Regions from separate parts of the Acanthopagrus latus genome. Here region 2 is linked to region 1. The links are chromatin contacts, called in public Hi-C maps. All regions are on one chromosome and are shown on one strand. The core of a region is the stretch at or near the end of the contact, and the rest is flanking DNA. Distances in the headings are between cores, read along the strand shown. Region 1 holds the start of LOC119020666 (SH3 and cysteine-rich domain-containing protein 3-like). Region 2 holds the start of LOC119021773 (zinc finger E-box-binding homeobox 2-like).

Evidence for each region. A called contact is a pair of places that touch in the nucleus more often than the background predicts.
Region 2: a Hi-C map of liver shows a contact between it and region 1, with 4 times the contacts expected there. The contact joins the promoter of LOC119021773 here to the promoter of LOC119020666 in region 1. A contact is called at or near these places in 2 of 4 Hi-C or Micro-C datasets (liver and muscle).

Annotation. Positions count from the first base shown.
Region 1 is chr6:11,553,562-11,559,705 of fAcaLat1.1, reverse strand. It overlaps LOC119020666 (SH3 and cysteine-rich domain-containing protein 3-like), which reads left to right and starts at 3,128. Exons shown (of 12, transcript XM_037100162.1): 1 at 3,128-3,144; 2 at 3,430-3,508; 3 at 5,958-6,111. The coding sequence starts at 3,128. It overlaps LOC119021249 (R3H domain-containing protein 2), which reads left to right. Exons shown (of 28, transcript XM_037101418.1): 28 at 1-680.
Region 2 is chr6:11,695,874-11,701,728 of fAcaLat1.1, reverse strand. It overlaps LOC119021773 (zinc finger E-box-binding homeobox 2-like), which reads right to left and starts at 4,131. Exons shown (of 9, transcript XM_037102267.1): 1 at 3,835-4,131. gli1 (zinc finger protein GLI1) reads right to left here. Exons shown (of 13, transcript XM_037102216.1): 13 at 5,247-5,855.

The sequences.
Region 1 (6,144 bases), core at 1,879-4,378:
TTGTCTCTTAATCACATATTTATAAATTTTCATACGCACAGTTGCGCACTCTCTCTGCTTTTCCCCACCGCTCCCCCCCTCTTTTTCTTGCCATGTCTCATACTGCCTCCTCTCTTCCTCTGCTTCCTCTGTCCCCTCTCATGTACTCTCTCACTGCTCTCTCTCCTCTCTTGCTTTCTGTTTGCCTTACTGCTGTTGTGGGTTTCTGTATTGCGCTGTTTTTTTTTTTTTTTTCCTCAAAAGTTTTTTGTTTTGTTTTGTTTTGTTTTTTGGGATTCAATATATTTATATAAGTGATGTAAGGAATAAAAGAAATCTATATATTCAGTGATTTTTCTTTCTTTCCCCTGAGTGAAAAAACTTTAGGCCTTCCTTTATCCTTTACTCCTCCCCTTTTCATCCCTCCTCTCCTCTTCCCGGCATTTTTTCCCCCTCCTTACTGCCCTCTACCTCACTTCTTTGGTCCTCTCCTCTCTTCCACACCCGCCCCCACATCTCCCCGCCCGCTCCACCCCCGACGCCCCCATTGTGTTTGCGTTTTTCGTTGACAGCTGTGCAGAACGTATAAGAAGAAGTAGTTAAAGTGCACAATGATTGCATATGTCTACTGTAAATTTTATTTAATCTGTTATTTTTTGTTTGTTTTTAAAAATATAAAAGTTGAGAAAAAATCTATCAAATCCCCTGTGTCGTTGTGGTTCATTTGCTTGACTTTACTGAAACTTTTACCGACTCTGTAGTCTGATCTACGCAGAGCAGTGATCCACGTTGTGTACAGCCCAGTCAAAAGGTTTAAGACCGCTTTGAACATTTCTTATATTTTCATGTAAACCTGAAAATAATCAGGAAGGTTGAGGATTCATAAAGCGGCAGAAGTGACTCAAGGTTTCTACGGGGGGCATATAACCCTAAAAACAGAAACTGGATCACTTTCTTCAAAGCACGATCAGGCAGACCCAAAGTGACCACACTTTAAAGTCAGTACATCACACTTGGAGAAAGAAAAGCATCTTCATCTCAGATACAGAATCTTCTTAATAAACACACACCAGACTCGAAACCACTCCAGCCCTGTCAAATGAAGGCTGTCTTGTAGTGTTCTCAGAGGACGAGTGGCGGGCCTTCAAATGCCAAAAGTTCACAGCGGATGACTGGGGGCAAAAAAAGTCTGAGATTTATGTGGGCAACAGAAGGCCGAATGTAAGGAGACGAACGGGAGAGCATGCAACCTAACCTAATTAACCTAATTCATATGGTGCCGTATTTTGACAGATGTTATGCCACTTTTCATAGAGAGCAGGGACCCAACATTCAACTGGTAATAAATAATAAATGCCTATATAGATAATATACATGCAGTGAATGTACACATACAAAAAGCTATACAAATATTATTGACATTAAAAATAAATTGTAATCATATCTCAAGTGTAATTTATATGATTTGTAAACAGAAGCAGGTCGGTGAAGATTAGTGAAAAGAAATGATCTATGATCATTACAGAGGCCCTTCTACATAACTACCCATCTTAGTTGAAAGCTGGTGATGAAATACTTAAATGGTGCACAATACATGCCACTGTACATTCAATTCACGTCAACTAACCTTTGTTTCCATGGTCTTCAGGGTAACGTTTTTAATTTACAGCCTGGTAATTACAAAGTATTATGAAATACATTGCTTAGAAATGACATGAGTAGATTTAGTTAAATGCAAGGGTACATTTAATGCAGAATAAACATGTTTTCTCAGTAGATATATGGGAATTAAGCAAAAACAAATCTCTCAGGTAGTTACTACGTATTCATCATTTATATCCAGAATGATAATTATGACATTATTCTTACTCTGTAACTGACCAGTACTACAGTAATCCATGGTAATTCTACAACAACTTGTCACGATGACTAAACTGATATAATTTGTTATTTCTTTGCAGTTTTCTTACACTAATAAATACCTGTAAATTAAAGGGATACCGTTCAGAGTTGATGCATTATGTCTTTTACTGGTGATCATTTTATTGGTTAATGGACTTTACATCCAAGGGACTTTCTGAGTGAAAATGAACTTTTTTTTTTTTAAATCAGGCTGATGCAGCTGAAGTGTCTTGTGTTCTTTGGCTGATCAGGGAGTTTCATGTTCTTTAGACGAGTGAGATCTCAGTCGCACCACTGCCTCCAAAAACCCTTTATTCTCTCACACAAAACAAGAGAACTCACAAATTCCACACATTTCCCCAAATTGTCAAGCGAGCGTGATAATACTCCAACGTTATGCTTCGCTTCACTGAGCGAGGAGCTAGAAGCAGAGCACTCTGTGTTTTAACCACTCAGCTGGGAGAGCTTCTCAGCTTTTAAAGTGCTCAGCTGTCCCAAACTGTCACATTAACGCACACATGAACACACACACACACACACACTCACATACAGACATAGGGCTCGGCTGGGTTGGCCTGCTGGCATTCACTCATCCCAATCTCCCACCTGTTGGAGCCTCATTTGGAAAGGACAGAACTACAGGACTGCTTGAAAAGAGTCCCATGAAGTTTAAATCTGCGGGGACCCCTCCTGACTGCAACCACCTTAAAGGAGACGGGGGATCCAACTTTAACGGTCAGTTGACAGCTTTTCTAGCCACTCTTAACCCCTTACTAATACTGTGACACTTTCTATGTGTTAGATTGCTAAATGTGTTTCTTGTTTGCGTCCTGAACTTTTATTCTAACATGTAAACCCACCCCCAGAAGGAGGAAACCCTCTTAACCCCTCCGTAACTTCCACCGGCCGTATCTTGTACCAGGTTTCAAGTCAGCCCTGTTTAAACTTAGCTGAGATCAAGTTGCCTACTCAAAACAGACCTCAGTGATCAATACATCTAGAAAAACGGCAGCCGTAAAGTGATGCCAGGCAAGGTGGATCAACAATAATCAAACATCTGAAATGTGTTTTGACAGCCCTGATTTGATCATAAATCGGAGGATAAGCAGAAAGGAGATGCTTTGTTATCAGTAGCCGACAGAGATTTCAGAAACAGAAGTGATGCTGGTGTGTTTCTCCCTCCACAGTGCCATCTACTGGTCCGAGCCTTGAATATCTGGAGGAACCACACCTCGGCTGACCAAACATGGCCAATTATGACTCGTAAGTTCAGACTGCAGAGAGGACCAGAAAAGGGATAAAACACATGTCATCATGTAGATAACTGGCACACAAATTACAAACAACTGTACCTTTTCTTGTACTTTGAGGGCCTGGTTGCCTTACACATCCCCTTTGATAGCAGCAAAGAATCTTAAAGAACAAAAAGTGCACAGCTGGAAACCAGAGAGAACAGAAAAAAAACCGAGCATGTGATGTCTGAGCGAGATGGATTTGTCTCTCCAACATTTGCTTCCTGACGTGACATTTGGCATCTTCTGATGACAGGCTGGATGACAAGGCCTCCGTGGATATTCATGACAACCCGCCTCTCCCTGATAATGTGGTGAAAGAGGAGGACAACACGGTGAGACACCCGAAACCCACAACTGACCATGTGGCGCGCACGTCAAGGGCCCTGTGTGCTTTGCTGCGGGCCAACTGTCCAGAAAACTGATAGATCACTGTCGAGTAAGGTGAAGTGGGATGGCAGATAGCGTCCGTCTCTGAAATGTGTACAATGTTCAAATACTAATAAGTTGAATAGAGAACCACACTGGTGAGCACTGCTGTAAAGACACCATTTAAAAGCAGTCAACAGCAAAAAACCAAATCAGCAGAATAAATGCTGACGATGTATGTTTCTGCAAACCACAGATATAATGACACAATTCTTCATGCCGCATGTTTCTTTAGTTTTAACTTTGAATTTTATCTCATCAAAGCTGCACTTGTAGTCTGGTTGGGTTTGTGCACGAGAGCTATTTGTCAAGGGAGAGGAAAAGATGGTGATTTGGCTCAAATGATCAGTCCTCACAATAGCTGCAGGATATTATTGTTCTGGGGTCTCCTTAAAAATGAGGTGACTTCACACTTGGAAATATTGTAACGCGGGCTTGAACAGTTGTCACTGACTTGGCAGCCTCCTCGCCTGTGACTCCACCAGCCACTCCACCGTGATGAGACACATTTTTCAACTGTGAACTCCTGATATTTCATCCAGGGGACGGGGCTGTTGATAAATGTGAGCCCTGGACAACCAACCAGTGGAGGAACATCTGCAATATTGCTGTGCAGTTGAACTGACCCTTTATTTGTATCCATCTGGCTGAATTTCCTCACTGGTAACACTCGATATAGAATCCAAGGACAGATGTCACGTCGCCGGTTTTTCTTCACTTGATTTGTGAAAAATAGATAAACTGCCACGGTGGATGTGAATAAGTTAACTCTAAGCTGACATGTCTGCTGCGGCGTTGTGGTCGGTTTGTTTAGGAATCCTGACAGCCAAACAGAGCTGCGGCGTGATGGAGCTGTAATGTGTGAACTCTCCCTGCTATTATCGGTTATTGTGGTGTTAATCCACAGCCTGGCGGCCGCAGGACTCCTCTAATCCTGCCAGAGATGGAGAGTTGGAGCCAGTTTGGTTCTGTCAGGCGTCCCTCTGAGAGTGCGTGCGTGTGTGTGTACAAAGCTGTGAATGTGTGTGTGACATCCTCATGACTCTGTTTAACCAGACTGTAGTATATTTAGGAGTAATGTCAGGTTTTGTTACATCCAGTTGGGAATTTTGTCGGTCTCTGTTGCAGCTATTTTGAGATCTAAGCCCCTTTCGGTTGATCCCGCCTGTGGTCTGTATGTGAGCATCTGTGTGTGTGTGTGTGTGTGTGCGTGTGTGTGTGTGTGTGTGTGTGTGTGTGTGTGTGTGTGTGTGTGTGTGTGTGTGTGTGTGTGTTCGTCTTAAAAACTCCCAGTTTCATGCAGAATTACAGCTTAATTTAGGAATATCACCAAAATAAGAATGTGAAAAAGACACACAGTAGTCCCGATGTGCGTGTGTGTGTGTGTCATTATTCATGGCTCTGTCTCGGGCTGATACGATACAGTTTGTGTGAGCACCAGACAGACTCCATATGACTCAGATCGCCCGTGTGGTTCAGTATTAATAGAATCGTTCTCACATAAATGTGTCAGGCTGCGGGGTGGTGCAGGATGCTGTGTGACTGTTCGGATTAAACAGAAACAGAACTGAAGGAGGAGGTTTGACTCGGTTTGTTCAGACTTCGCTAGACCGCAGAAGAACCTGCTGCCGTTCCACCAGACTGCAGAGCAGCTTCTCTCGATCCGTCCTCTGCAATCCACAATAACCAACCGACCGACTGACCGACTGTCCGACCGACCGACCGACCTTTATTCGGTATTTTTTTGAATAGCGCCAGTTCACAACAGAAGTCATCTCCTGACACTTTTCACGTGGAGCAGGTCTAGACCATTTCCCCCCACCATCAGCAAGAACTTCGCGACAGTGGTGTGAAAAAAAAAAGTGCCTTTTAGCAGGCAGAAACCTCGGAGCAGAACACAGACTCAGTGGTGGGCGGCCATCTACGTAGACTTCCTTATCCATCTTCTTTCTCACTTAAAGGGACTTCACCTCTGTGTTGTAGAATGATAAATAAATGGACCTTGTTTCTTGGAAGCACGCTGGCTGATGAACCTCTTCATGATACACATCTTTTCTGTCAAGTCTCTACTGTTATCTATGAGAGCCCGGAGAGGCAGGAGAAGAGAAAGAAAGTGGTGATCCATTTTCTAAGTTTGAACTATGTTGTTTTCTCTCTATGAATTTGGAACAGGTGGAAAAAATAGTCAAATTAAACCCGTTAAACTCCAGTAAAAGTATAGAAGGGTTGGTTCTGGCACAACTTCCAAGGTGCACCGAGGAGGAGCAAGTCTGAAGATGTCAGAGAAGTTATAAGTCCATTCTGCTGTCATGTCAAAATGTCTTACCATCGACCTGCTTCCTTCTCCATCTCCAGGTGTATTTCATCTATGACGAGGAGGTAGAGGTGGAGGAGAAAGACGAGTCACCTCCCGAACCGGTCAAGCCCGTCAACGACAAACCTCACAAGTTCAAGGACCACTACTGCAAGAAACCGAAGTTTTGTGACGTCTGCGCGCGCATGATAGTTTGTGCGTCCAGCTCGTGTCTCGTTTTTGGTTTCC
Region 2 (5,855 bases), core at 2,882-5,381, 140 kb before region 1:
TTCTTGGGTCTTTCCTGATTTTACGGGCTGCATTACAGTAAAGTGATGCAATTACCAGACTGTTCAACTTGTTCTCATATTTGTCTTTACCCATTTGGTCTTTATATCCACAACACCGATAGTCATTAATTATCGGAAATCTCCTTGTGTTAGTATTTTGTTAAAGTACTAACAGACAAAATTGAAAAAGTAGGAGAAGTCACCCATATAAATAGTAGGCTACTTGGGAATAAGTCTTAAAGTATCTGATATCAAATGCACCTAAGTATCAAAAGTACAAGTAAAGGTAAATAATATATATAATTTAATATATGTACAGTATATACTAAATACTATGGGTCAACTGATTATGATTCCCAGCCTATTACTACAGATTAGAAAGGCAGCATTTTTCTCATTATTTGAATATGTGGTTGTTGTTTTTTTTTTTATATCCAGCTGACATTAAGGCTCCATGCAATCTGCAAAGTAACTACTGACTCAAGTGATCAAATACATGTAGTGGATTACAAAGTACACTATTTGCTTCCAAACTGTAGTACAGTGGAGTTAAAAGTACAGTACAAGTACAATACTTGCATATTTTGTTACATTCCATCACTGCCTATATCAACCAGGACAAGTCAATTCGGATTATGCAATGACTAAACTATCAAAGCACACCAGTGAACAAAATAAATACAAAAGAAATACTGTAGTGCTGCAGAGATGCCCTGACCACTGAATCTTGTCCTCCAGATGTACGAAAACATAAATGTCACGTCATGATTTCAATAGTTTTTCAAGGAAAATTAAAATTGTACAATAATCACAATGTGACTTTTTTACCATTAGATGCTGTCCTACAGATAACTTTAAATATTATTATTATTATGGTCCTTGTCTCTGTGGGCATAGTATGAAGCAACAGCTAACCTTATGCACAGCAGTCATAAAACTGACAGAAGCATTGTATCATATATAATGTGAACTGACTTAGTAGATAACTTCAAAATGTAATTTTGGAGCTGTAACCAATAATGAGTAAAACTCAAATCAGCTTGTGTTGAAAAACAGCACACACCCCCCTTCATTCCTTTACCGTCAGGACTGCTGGGGGTTTTTCTGTTAATGGATTCTGGAAGAGAAAGCATCCTGAAGGTGGGGAGGGAGCTGCGGGCCAAAGAAAGACCGGGACAGAAGGGGTCATCGCGGCTCTTTGTGGTGGGATGGATAGGGGAGAGGGAGGAGAAGAGGTGGACGAGGAGGGGGCAATATACTTTGCTACAGATGAGGGTCACAGAGGTGCAGAGGTGCCTCAGAGGTCCTGGGAGCTGTTTTTTTTTTTTTTTAAAGTTATGCTCATATATGTCTACAAAGTGCTAGGGCTGCAGGTTAGGTGGAAATGTTTTTTCGTTTAAAATTCCTAAATTTCAACTGATTTGAACCAGACTGTAACTTTCTCACTCAGGCCAGATCTGTATATATGTATAGCATATAATTGTAACTTGTTACATGCATAGTTTTGTGAGGTTTTTTTGTTTATTCAAGTTTACGAAAAATGTGCCGCGCTGCATTTCCTTTGATGGGTCTAACCGCTCAAATTTAAATAAATCAACCACAGCATAGCTCTCTTAATTTACTTTAAAACATGCAACAACTGTACGCTTATGCATTTCTTTTGGATACGTTAAATAATGCACCATTTTATCAGTTTATTCGTTTGATGTTTGATGTGTTATGACTAAGATTGTTGGATGTTTGTGAGCAGTCTTCTTTTGGTTTAATAGTTGTGCGGCTTAAAATAAGGGCACAGCAATGTTGCGGTGTTATAGTTAGAGCTTTCTACTGTCTTGTTAAAACAACTACCTCTACACACACACACACACACACACACACACACACAGTAACACACAAGGAGGAGCATGGAGGAAGCAGTCCCACTGGGGTTTTGTCCCTGACTGTGGTCTATGGGTTCAAAGCTTCTTGCATGGGGAGGAGAGCCCTTAAACAGCATATTAAGCAGGAGTTAATTATATGCCAACCTAAGTGACAAAGGAAAAGAAAAGCCTCTCTCTGAATGGCAAGACAAGAAAAGAGAAAAGTCATTATGCTGCCCACTTCTTTGCATTTGAAAAACTCTGTTCTTATTTTGGCATTTCCATTTGTAACTCAACAGACAAGCGAGATCACATTGTAGAGAGTCGACAACACAATCTCTGCATCAGCGCTGTCTGACTGTTTATATCCAAGTCTAATGCAAACCTGATGAAAAATAGTTTAAAAATGCACACGCATGCACACTAACACACACTCACTCTGTAATTTTGTGCTAAAGAAGCTTTGGTCATTTAACATGACAAATACGTTGGCCTGAGGCAGGAGACAAGACAATGTTAAGCAAATGTTCACTTTGAAGAAAGACGTGAAGGTCCAAAGTGCTTTATGTCTAAACTCATGCAACTGTGTCAAACAAGATGTTAAGGTGCATGCAATCGAAACTAGGGGTCAACTGATATGGCTTTTTCTTGTGACATGTAACCAATCAGATAGTGTTGTAGGCGGGACATTGAGTGCGACCAAAGAATGGAGACTACAGACTGTGAAAGGATGCTGCATAAGAGTCAAAGTCGCACATTTTAAAATTAATTGATTACATCCACCAAGGACGTTATGTTTTCACCCATGACCATTGGGTGGGTTTGTTGGTTTGTCAGGAGGCTTACACAAAAACTACAGAACAGATTTCCATAAAACTTGGAGGAAGGATGGGTCTCAGCCCAGAATAGAGACCATTAACTTTTGGTATATATCTGGATAAAGGAACAGAAGCAGGAATTTTCCTTCACTTTCCCTCAACATTGCAATTTTTTTTTTTACATCTGTTGATTTTTCAGGGAATAATGCATGGATCTTGATGAAAAAAAATCAGGAGCACTTAGGTGGCTGGTATCTATGAATGAGAGAATTTAAATTATGGTTTGGCAGTTATCTGTGGTTTGACATTTACAGTGATACAGGGCTACTGAGTGTGACATCAATTTAAGGATACAGCTGGCCCTTGGCGGAGGTATGTGCTCTACGAAGTTCTAACTGTGTATAGGCAATCATACACGAAAAAACGCTGACAATCGGAAAAATTAGGAACAATGGGCCCAGTAATCAGCCAGGCCAAAAATCAGTCTGTCACCAGTCTAGTAATAAACAAATACAACAATCCTGCTCTATATTTCTATACCTCAATAATTGGTTCTAGAAAGCATACTTCTGATAATACATGATCACAACGATTTTAATGTGTTACACATGTGTGATGTACCTTTAATCTGGTATACCTAAAGGGTGACTTCCTTAAAATGGAATAAGGTGTACAGAGCTATCGTATCTGTAATATAAGATGTTCTCTCTGCCAAACACCCCATCTGACCTTAATGCAGAGCTATTGTTTCAAATAACAGATGTGGATATGCCAGATCGCACATCAGTAGTCCGTCAGGAGAACTTCCCCTCGCCTTGGAGCAAATGAGTCAACGTTAGCATCACTGCCAGGCTGTAGTGGCTGCCGTGAGTCTACAGCGCCATGCCACAACACCACAATGCCAATATAGTCCAAGCACACTGGGGCCCCAGAGCCAGAACGAGCCAACACTGTAAAAAGTAATGGTGGGGGATACCATTTCACAAATATTACGTTACAAATATTACTGTAAGTAATCTTTTGAAGCTTGATGGCAGATTAAATGGCGGCGTTAGCACACAATGCGTTTCATAATGTGACTAATATAAGGGACAAGATGTTGCAAAAGCTGTTATATTCTAAGAGTATTTTTAATATTTGAGTGTCTTGCCACTTACCATACTCGTGGCAACTCGTCCCAATTTTTTAAAAGTCTGCTTGAAGTCAGTTGACCTACTATTTGTTTAAAGTTAGAGTTAACGCTAGCTATTTTAGCTAGCTTAGCTTGTAAAGTGGCACGTAACAGATGTGGGCACTGTTGCTATGGTTACTGAGAGTTTCTTAGGCCGGGACTATGTTTTAAACCCCTGGCTGCCAAAATATAGATAATTAACAATTGCACTAATATTACTAACATTATTATCACTAGCGATAGGTATTATCTAATTTGTGCGGTTTCTACTTTGTTTCCATGTAGTTGAAGTAGGTGTACTCTACACCAATTGTCGTTAACCTGGCGGAGGGATACTACAAAATAAATCCGAGGTCATAAGGTTATTGAAAGGATGACAGAGAGGGGAAAAAATAGGCCTGTTAAGAAACCTAATAAAATTGGGTTTATTTTTTTATGGTCTTTTCTCTAATTTTGCTTCAATTTGAGGGGGGAAAAACACTCTATGGTTGCACTGCTCATAACTCACTTCCACACCACCATATCCTATGATGTGAGGTCATAAATAGACATGACTTCACTTTAAATAGTTGAAGTAGAAAAAGATTAGGAACCAGGGTTGCACAAGATATGAAACAGTATCATGGGCATGGACATTTTTCGCTCTCATTTCTTCTCCAAAATTTCCCACCACTGTCTTATTTGATGCCGTGTTGATAATATTTTACGAGCGAGAGCTGTGTAGTTTTTCTTTCTTACAGCATTCGGCGGGCCTCTGTGCCAATCCCCACTGACCACAGAGAGCCTGTCCAGGCACTGATGTCACCAAGAGCAGCCATTTTTAATGCTAATTCACTTACTTAACTGCAGGAGCCTAGCAGATGACTGAAGCTTATAATAGGCTTCAGTGGCAGGCAGGTCTAAATCATAGTCATAACAAGGGGTTTTCCAATTATGACAAGGACAGGAAGAAGGATGATTTAGGGTGGATGTCCTCTGGTTGGTCAGTTGGCCAGATTTTAAATAATTTGGGGGTATAATGGTGTTGGAGCACAATTTTCCAGAATATAGATAAACTGCTTTCAGAGGTGCTAGGTAGAGTGTGCAGCATACCAAGTTATGCAAAATGAGCTTAAGCTGAAGTGAATGACAGAGGAAAAACTGTTTATCTGAGCTCCAGATCAGGCTGTGCTGCTCTCTAATGGAGGAAAGGAGTCACTGCATGAAATCATTGGGCACAGAAACATGTTATCCATCAGAATGAACCAACGCCATTACAGGGAAACATATTTTATGGATATTTGACTCCTCACCTTCAAATTACAATGATGTAAAATGGGTCTAAAATAAAACCTCATTGATGTAAACAATGCACAGATATGTGTGATGTAATGAAACACAACAGACATTTGACAAACATTCTGCATCCATTCCACTGAACATGTTTATTCATAAACTGGTAAAATATAGCACATTTGTATAAAAATGTAGAAAATTGTACACAAAATATAACACTTGGCTTTTATCTATTATAGTTAATGCTACTATTATAGCTTTCTGTTGCTAAAGGTGATATTCTTTTGCCAGCAAAAAAGTCATAATGAAGGATGACAGCTATAAAAAAAAAAAATCAACAACACACACACATAGAAGGCAACGTTCGTAAGGTTCATTAATATAAAAAGATAATTTTATACAAAAGATCTCATACATTCTAAAGAACAGCACTATCAGTCAATGTTCATGTCCTTATTGCTAGTGTTAGTGTTGTGTTAAAATAGACTATTTGTGCATCTTTTCTCAGCCATTTTAAGGTGTCTTTGGTAGGTTGTACACTTTTTCCAAAATGAAGAAATGTTCATTCCCGCTAATGCTTAGTAAACTTTGAAGTGACGCTACTATTTCATTCTGAAAAGTCACAAAAAATGCTTCAGCAATGCTTTACTAATGTGGCCTTATTGAGTCTAGCTGTGCTCAGGTGTGTTCTTGAATGTCTATTAAAAAACAAAATACTGTGATGATTTTTTT